Regions from separate parts of the Mus musculus genome. Here region 1 is linked to region 2. The links are chromatin contacts, called in public ChIA-PET maps. All regions are on one chromosome and are shown on one strand. Each heading gives the region's core, a stretch centred on a gene start, on an enhancer-like site or on the middle of the called end of the contact. The rest is flanking DNA. Distances are from core to core; before and after follow the strand shown.

Evidence for each region. ChIA-PET counts read pairs in DNA pulled down with a chosen protein or histone mark.
Region 1: an RNA polymerase II ChIA-PET map of memory CD8 T cells shows a contact between it and region 2, with 11 read pairs. The contact joins the enhancer-like site here to the promoter of Ofd1 in region 2. A contact is called at or near these places in 3 of 115 datasets of contacts at active chromatin or transcription factors (effector CD8 T cells, memory CD8 T cells and pro-B cells).

What each region holds. Positions count from the first base shown.
Region 1 is chrX:167,090,771-167,094,038 of GRCm38.p6, forward strand. It overlaps Gm15232 (predicted gene 15232), which reads right to left. Exons shown (of 4, transcript NR_168066.1): 3 at 2,057-2,143. Among named protein-coding and RNA genes, the nearest start is that of Gm15232, 9.7 kb to the right of the region's middle. Within about 2 kb of position 1,296, at least 164 of the 459 cell types and tissues checked have an H3K27ac peak or open chromatin away from gene starts, as enhancers often do. A contact at or near this core is called in effector CD8 T cells, memory CD8 T cells and pro-B cells, where this site is marked.
Region 2 is chrX:166,439,090-166,442,416 of GRCm38.p6, forward strand. Ofd1 (OFD1, centriole and centriolar satellite protein) reads right to left here and starts at 1,615. Exons shown (of 23, transcript NM_177429.3): 1 at 1,191-1,615; 2 at 940-1,038. The coding sequence starts at 1,205. It overlaps Trappc2 (trafficking protein particle complex 2), which reads left to right and starts at 1,666. Exons shown (of 5, transcript NM_025432.4): 1 at 1,666-1,750.

The DNA of each region.
Region 1 (3,268 bases), core at 46-2,545, 650 kb after region 2:
TAGCACTTTAAGGAAGATACTAAATAGGATATAAGATGTGGCCCATCCCCTCTACTAGGAGAATAGCTTTGTTTCCTTTCTGTTGCTATGATAAAATACCTTATCAGACCAACGTAAAGGAGAAAGGGATTATTAGGTTCACAATTCCAGGTTATCGTACATCATGATTGAGAAGCCAAAGTGGTAGGAGCTTAAATCAGCTGGCCCCATCACGTTCATAACTGGAAAGGAGAGAGTCACGAACACATGCTGTTCCACTTAATGGCTCCATTTTATACAGTCCAGGGCCCCTGTCCATGCAACAGACCTTTCAGCAGTTAAAATAGGTCTTCTTACATTGGTTAATTTGTGTAAGAGAATTTCTAAGAGGCATTCTGTGATATTAATAGTAATCTACACAGCCCCTCACAGGTGTGCTCAGAGGCCTGTCTCCCAGGTGTCAATTTGGCAATTGATATTGACCATCACCAACAGCATCTTGATGCAACATTTTAAACTCCAGATCCTCCTTGACCTATCAAGATCCGGGATTATACATATGTCCCATCACTCTCATGTATTCTATCCTGGGGGTTGAGTCCAGAGTCTCCTGTATGCAACACAAGCACTCTAGCAACTGAGCTATTGCCTAGGCCCATTTTTATATTTTCAATAATTGAAATGTCAGTATAAGAATTCATATCACTGGGTGGAGACAGTTAGACAACAAAACAGCACATATGAAGCCATCCCAACATTGTTTCAACATTAAGTAGAGCTGGCGTGGCAGTGCATGCTGCATGAGACCCTGGTCACAAAATTAAGCAAATACAGATTAGAATAAAAGCAATCAAATTATGTAGAAAGAGCAAACTCTTGAACGAATTCATACTAAGAGAGCTGGAGGTAATGGATGATTTTCATTTACCTCCTCTTCCTTCATTTTCTTCTTTTGGTTTTGAGATGGGGGTCTCACTGTGTAGCACAGGCTAGCCTTAAACTCACTATACAGCTTAGTCTGGTATTAAACTTCCAATAATCCTCCCACGTCAGCTCTAACTACATGCATTAGCTACCATGGCTGATCAACTTTAAATGTTTTGTACAGTGAAAGGATAGGAATTGGATAATGTCTTACACAATAACAATGGTATACAGACATAAGGAAAGGAGATCCTGTGTTCACAGTCAGTGTGGTGCCTAGGCTCTAGAGCAAAGAGCCACTGACTGACTGCCTTGCTCTGCTCTGCTTGAGGGCTCCTCCCTCCTCGCCACTGGCCCTGTTCTGTCTGCTGATCTTGTGAGTCATCCTTTGCTCTATTTCCCACCACACCCAATCCCCTGGGTGAGTTACTGCTCACTTCCTTGACTTCAAGTTGTTGTCCACAGTAGATCAAAGTTCAGACTGTAGAAATTTTACTCAGCATTTATATTACTAAGCTACTCTTTTCTACCATGGAGCTTTTATCTACTATGACAATTCATGCAGTCATTGCATCTCCTCCTCCCTCCTATAGCACTGCAAATATGCCTTCTGCAAACATCTGAAAAGTCCCTCTCTGTAGGGATTGTATGGACTTCCCTAACTTCTGTCATAAGAATAAACAGCTATGCCCGGCTATAATTCTCTTCCTGAAAGATCAACCATCTTCAATGACCCTTCTGCCTCTCCTTTCTATCCCCACCCTTTTGATACGATAGAAGTTTAAATTAACCTGTTCTGCTAAAACAACGAAGTACTACAAATAACCTAGCTGTGCAACCAAAGGGGATGAGGTGAAAAGCAATATTGCAAGTGTTATGAGCTTAGGCTCCGGGGGAGCAGGAGAGCTAACAGTAAAAAGTACTTTCCTTGCAAACACGAGGTCCTAAGAGTTCAGTCCTTAGAACCCATGTTAGAAAAATGGCTAAGAATTGGAGGGGAATGTGATCAAAATACATATATGAAATTCTCAATTAATAAAAATATTGCTAAAATTGAGTGCAGTGATTAATAAAATAATAAAAATAAATTAATAAAAATATTTTTAAAAATTGAGTGCAGTAACACTGAGTCTCTTGAGGCAGCCAGACTAACCTTTGTGGTGAGGTTTCCGGCCAATGAGAAACTTTGTCTCCAACAGATGGACAGATGCCAAAAAGAACCCTCCAACACACCTCCAAACTGAATTAAAAGAACAAGTTTCAGTATTCCAGGACAACACATATAATATAATTATTTTACTTTTATGTTAATGAGACCAGCTCTCTGTAGCCCAGGACAGTATGAAACACATAATCATAAGCTGACCTCAAATTCATGGACAATCCACTTGCCTCAGTTTCCCCAGAAACCACACACAGCTTTGTTCCCATTTTTTTTAACATAAGTAGATCATCTACATAGGTTATATTGCTATTAGTAGTTTCTAGAAGATACTTTTAAGAGATTTTATTTATTGATAGTCCATTTCTCTTCTTATCTAATATTTTGTGTTAATTATGAATGACTTAAATATTTTAGAGTAAAGAAAATAATTTTCTGCTTGTCTCATAGGATTCTATAGCTTCTGGTTTCAGGTCCCTTTATGGAAGGCACACATGGTTCAGACTACTGTTTATTTGCTTGCCCTGCCTTGGGGGCGAACTATATTTAGATAGAAGTTGACCATTTTGGTTTTACTTTACTTATAAATTTGTTTCCTTCAGTATCTATTTTCATGTAAGCTTAAGGGTGTCACAGTTCAGCTCAGGCAAGCAAGAGTATATAGGTATTTTGGGTCACCTATATTTACCAGAGCTCAAAGTGCTTAAGTAGATTTAGAATATTTGGTAACAATTCATAACCAATAGAAACATTTGTTCTGGGGATACAGCTCTCATTTGCCTAACATATGTGAGACCCTGTGCTCATCCTTCAGCATCTCATAAAACTTGGCATGGTACCTGTCTATCCAAGCATCTCTAGAAGCAGGATTATCTGAAGCTCAATGTCATCTTTAGCTACACAGTGAGCGCGCACGCGCTCTCTCTCTCTCTCTCTCTCTCTCTCTCTCTCTCTCTCTCGCGCGCGCGCGCACACACACACACACACACACACACACTGATTGGCATTCCAGCATCACTCATTTGACATGCAAATAATCAAGATAAATTCTACTTTTGTCCTGAAAAATGATTATTATACAGCCAAAACCAGTCTATGTGTCACTAGTTAGAAAGGTCCCAATGACACCCTATAAGAACAGGACCTGAGGAAAATGGCCCAGAACCCTTTGCAACTGCACAGCTGCCAGACTACTCCTGTATG
Region 2 (3,327 bases), core at 365-2,864:
ACAGGTACAACAAATAGATGAGGTGGAGACCTAGGTAGAAGCCTCAGTCAATAGGAGGCAGCGACCTCCATGACCTCTGACTGACCAGGAGGAATCTGCTGCCACTGAAAATAAGGATTTCAGGCAACCTGAGGAAACAGGAAAAGGATCCTCATATAATCTAAATTTTAAAATGATATACACGCCTAACAGCAGTTTGTAGTTATAATATATGATTTTTCTCTCTTCTGCCTTTCTGTATTTTCCGGACAAGTCTTAAATATTTGTATGTAGTAAAACAAGAGTGGGAAAAATTGGGCTCACCTTTCCTTAATTTCCAATTCTATATGTAAAATATAGTCTAAAAGGTATATTGTAAGGAAACACATTGAACTAACTCCATCCCTTGCTGCTACCCAAACTTAAGATGTTCTAATAAACAGTTGCTATTCATTTAAAATATCCACACTCTAAAATATCTTATGTGTACTTACTATTACTGACACAGGGTATCACTATGAAGTCTTGGCTGACCTGGAACTGGCTATTTGGCCCAGCTACCCTCACAAGAGATGTGCCTTCCTCTGCTTCCGAAGAACTGGGATAAAGGCGTGTGACAAGACACCTGGTACCATTCCACTATAGATTTTTTTCTAGGGAGTATCATGAAACAGACTGGGCTTCATTTTGTTGTTCTCAGACATGTAGACCACAGTACTCTGCTCACATTACCCTCTGCAGTCCGTTCCTCGCAAGTCCCCCTCCTGCTCACTACATAGACGTAGCATGATCAAAGCGAGACTGGGAACAAGATTTGTAACAGCAGCTTAGTTTTATGGCAATGTGTTCATTATACAGGTTATGTGCTACCTTAATGAATGAATTTAAATGTGGAGCCACCTGCGGTTAAAGGTTACACTTGTGGAAGTATAACGACACGATTGTGCCTAAATCTGATACCTGAAGTGTGTCCAGTACACCCCGATCCTTAAACGTCTGGTATAGCTTTTTGCGCAGTTCATCTTGACTCAACACATCAGACTTGTGGGGCATGTTGGACTGAAAAGAGAAAATGATGGGTTACCTAGTGTCAACGTGGACCTGAATTTCAGAAATCAGTGACCTCACCGGAAGCCCTAAGATGCTTAACGGACATCAAAACAAAGAGATGTCCAATCGGAAAAACCCTGGAAAGTGGCAGGTGGAACTACCTGAGCCATCCTCATCTGCTTTCCTCCCGAGCTCGCCCCTCCACGGTCGGACTCCTCGGCCCGGGCCGGGGCGCAGGAGGAGAGGGAGCCCTTGACCTCGGAATCCAGCTTGTCTCTGGGGACCTAGGGGAGCAAGAGAGCTAAACATTCAGCCCCTAACTCGTCAAGCAGCCGCGCTTCCTCCCACGGTATGGGAAGGGTGGGCGGGTCCGCGAGCCAGGAGGGACTCTGGACGGAATAAAGACGGAAACGACAAGCGAGGGCCCCGAAGCGGCCGCTCAGTCGGCAGTTTTCCCTGCTCCGTAGCTCATCCCTACACTGCCCGCCGCCCGCCGCCTGCTCCGCCCGCTCCGGCCGCTCGGCCCGCTCGGCCGGCTCAGCCTAACCGCCCAGGCTTTGGCCCTCCGTGACGCCTGCGCGCTCTTAGGCGAGCAGTCCCGGCCACGTCTCGCGAGAGCATAGCCTCAGATCTCGCGAGAGTGATTTTGGGACTCCCAGGCTGAGGCTCCCGAGCGCAGATTAAAGAGGCGGCCGGTTCTCATCTCGGCTCCTCCCTACAGGTGAGCTCTGGAGGGAAGCAGGCGGCGGGCGTTCCGGGTCCGCGGGGGCATCCAGGCCTCCCGTGATGCGAACAGTGGTCTTCTACCTCTACCCAGCCCTGACTCGGGACAGCACGCCCAGCCCCCCGGCGCCGAGTAATCCCCGTTCTCCTAGTTGGTATAGCCTCCGTGTCCCCTTGGAGGGGACCTCCGCGCACTGGGACGGAGGCTTGGCGTTCTCCAGGTCGCTAACGCAGTGCATCTTCATTGCAATGCCATTGCCCTTTGCAGCCGGTTTACTGTAGAAAGCGGTCTCGGGCATCGTAGGTTGACCGCATCCTTGGTCAGTTTCCATTAAATGCCAGTGGTACCCTACCTCGCCCTCCAGACTTTGACAGATGCTCTCAAAGAGGGCAAAAGCGCATCTCCTTGAGAAGCACGGAGCTTCATTTTATAGAAAAGCCCCACTAGTTTTGCTGATCTGTGGGGCAAGTTGAATTTACAGCTGTCAGGAGCAAGTTTCTGAAAGGTTCCTCCATAGAGAGATTTGCTATAAATATGGACGGCTTTGAACTGGGGTGCATGCGTTTTATCTTGTGTTTGCCTGTTAACTAAAATGTTTAACTTGTAAGGATTTCTAAATTCATCCTGCTCTTGCACTAGTAGTCTTCCACCATTGCACCATATGAATTTTTAGCTTCCTGGTAACTTCAGATGTCAGCCCTGGGCTTGGCCTTTACAGCAGTTTAGAATAAGCCTGTCAAGTCTAGAGTTAAAAAAAAATACTTGATCTTGTGTATGTACTGCACTCCCTCAAACCCATACCAGACATGAATAATTGATCATAGCCATTCGACCACACTGTTTCTCAGCACCAACTCCTGACAGCCATACCAGACATGAATAATTAATTGATCACAGCCTTTCACTGCTGACCACACAGTTTCTCAGCACCAGCTCCTGGCAGCCATACCAGCAAAGCAGATTTTGCTCATAAGGAACCACGAGCTATCCCTAGTCAAATCCCTTTCCTACTAGACATTATATTTCAAGAATATACTAAACACCCACCACAGAACACTTCATCCTCACTTAGCTTAAAACACCCTCGACTGGCTCCTTCAGTTGCTCTTATTTTGTTTTGTTTTCAGACCATTCATTGTCTAAGTCCCCACCCACCCCCCTGCTCCCAACATATTGTTTAAAGGTATCCATCATTTGAAATTATGATTTCCAGAACTAAGTATTTTCACAGGAGATGTAATGAGGATGACAGCAGCACTTTCCACACCTTGTTTGGGCACTGTCTTCACTCAGTTTTTGGTTGTTTTGTACTTTTAGATTTATTTTAGAGGTGTGTGTGTGTGTGTGTGTGTGTGTGTGTGTAATGAGTACAGGTACCCACAGAGTCCAGAAGAAGGCATTAGATCCCATAGAGCTGGAGTTACAAGCAATTGTGAGCTGCCTGATGTAGGAGCTGGGATTGAACTTGTGTCCTCTGCAAGAGCAGTATGTTCTCTTAACTGCTGCACAATCTTTTTGCCCCAGCGGTCTTAATCTTTATTCAGCCTAGAATTCTTTAGCTTTTCTTTCTTGAC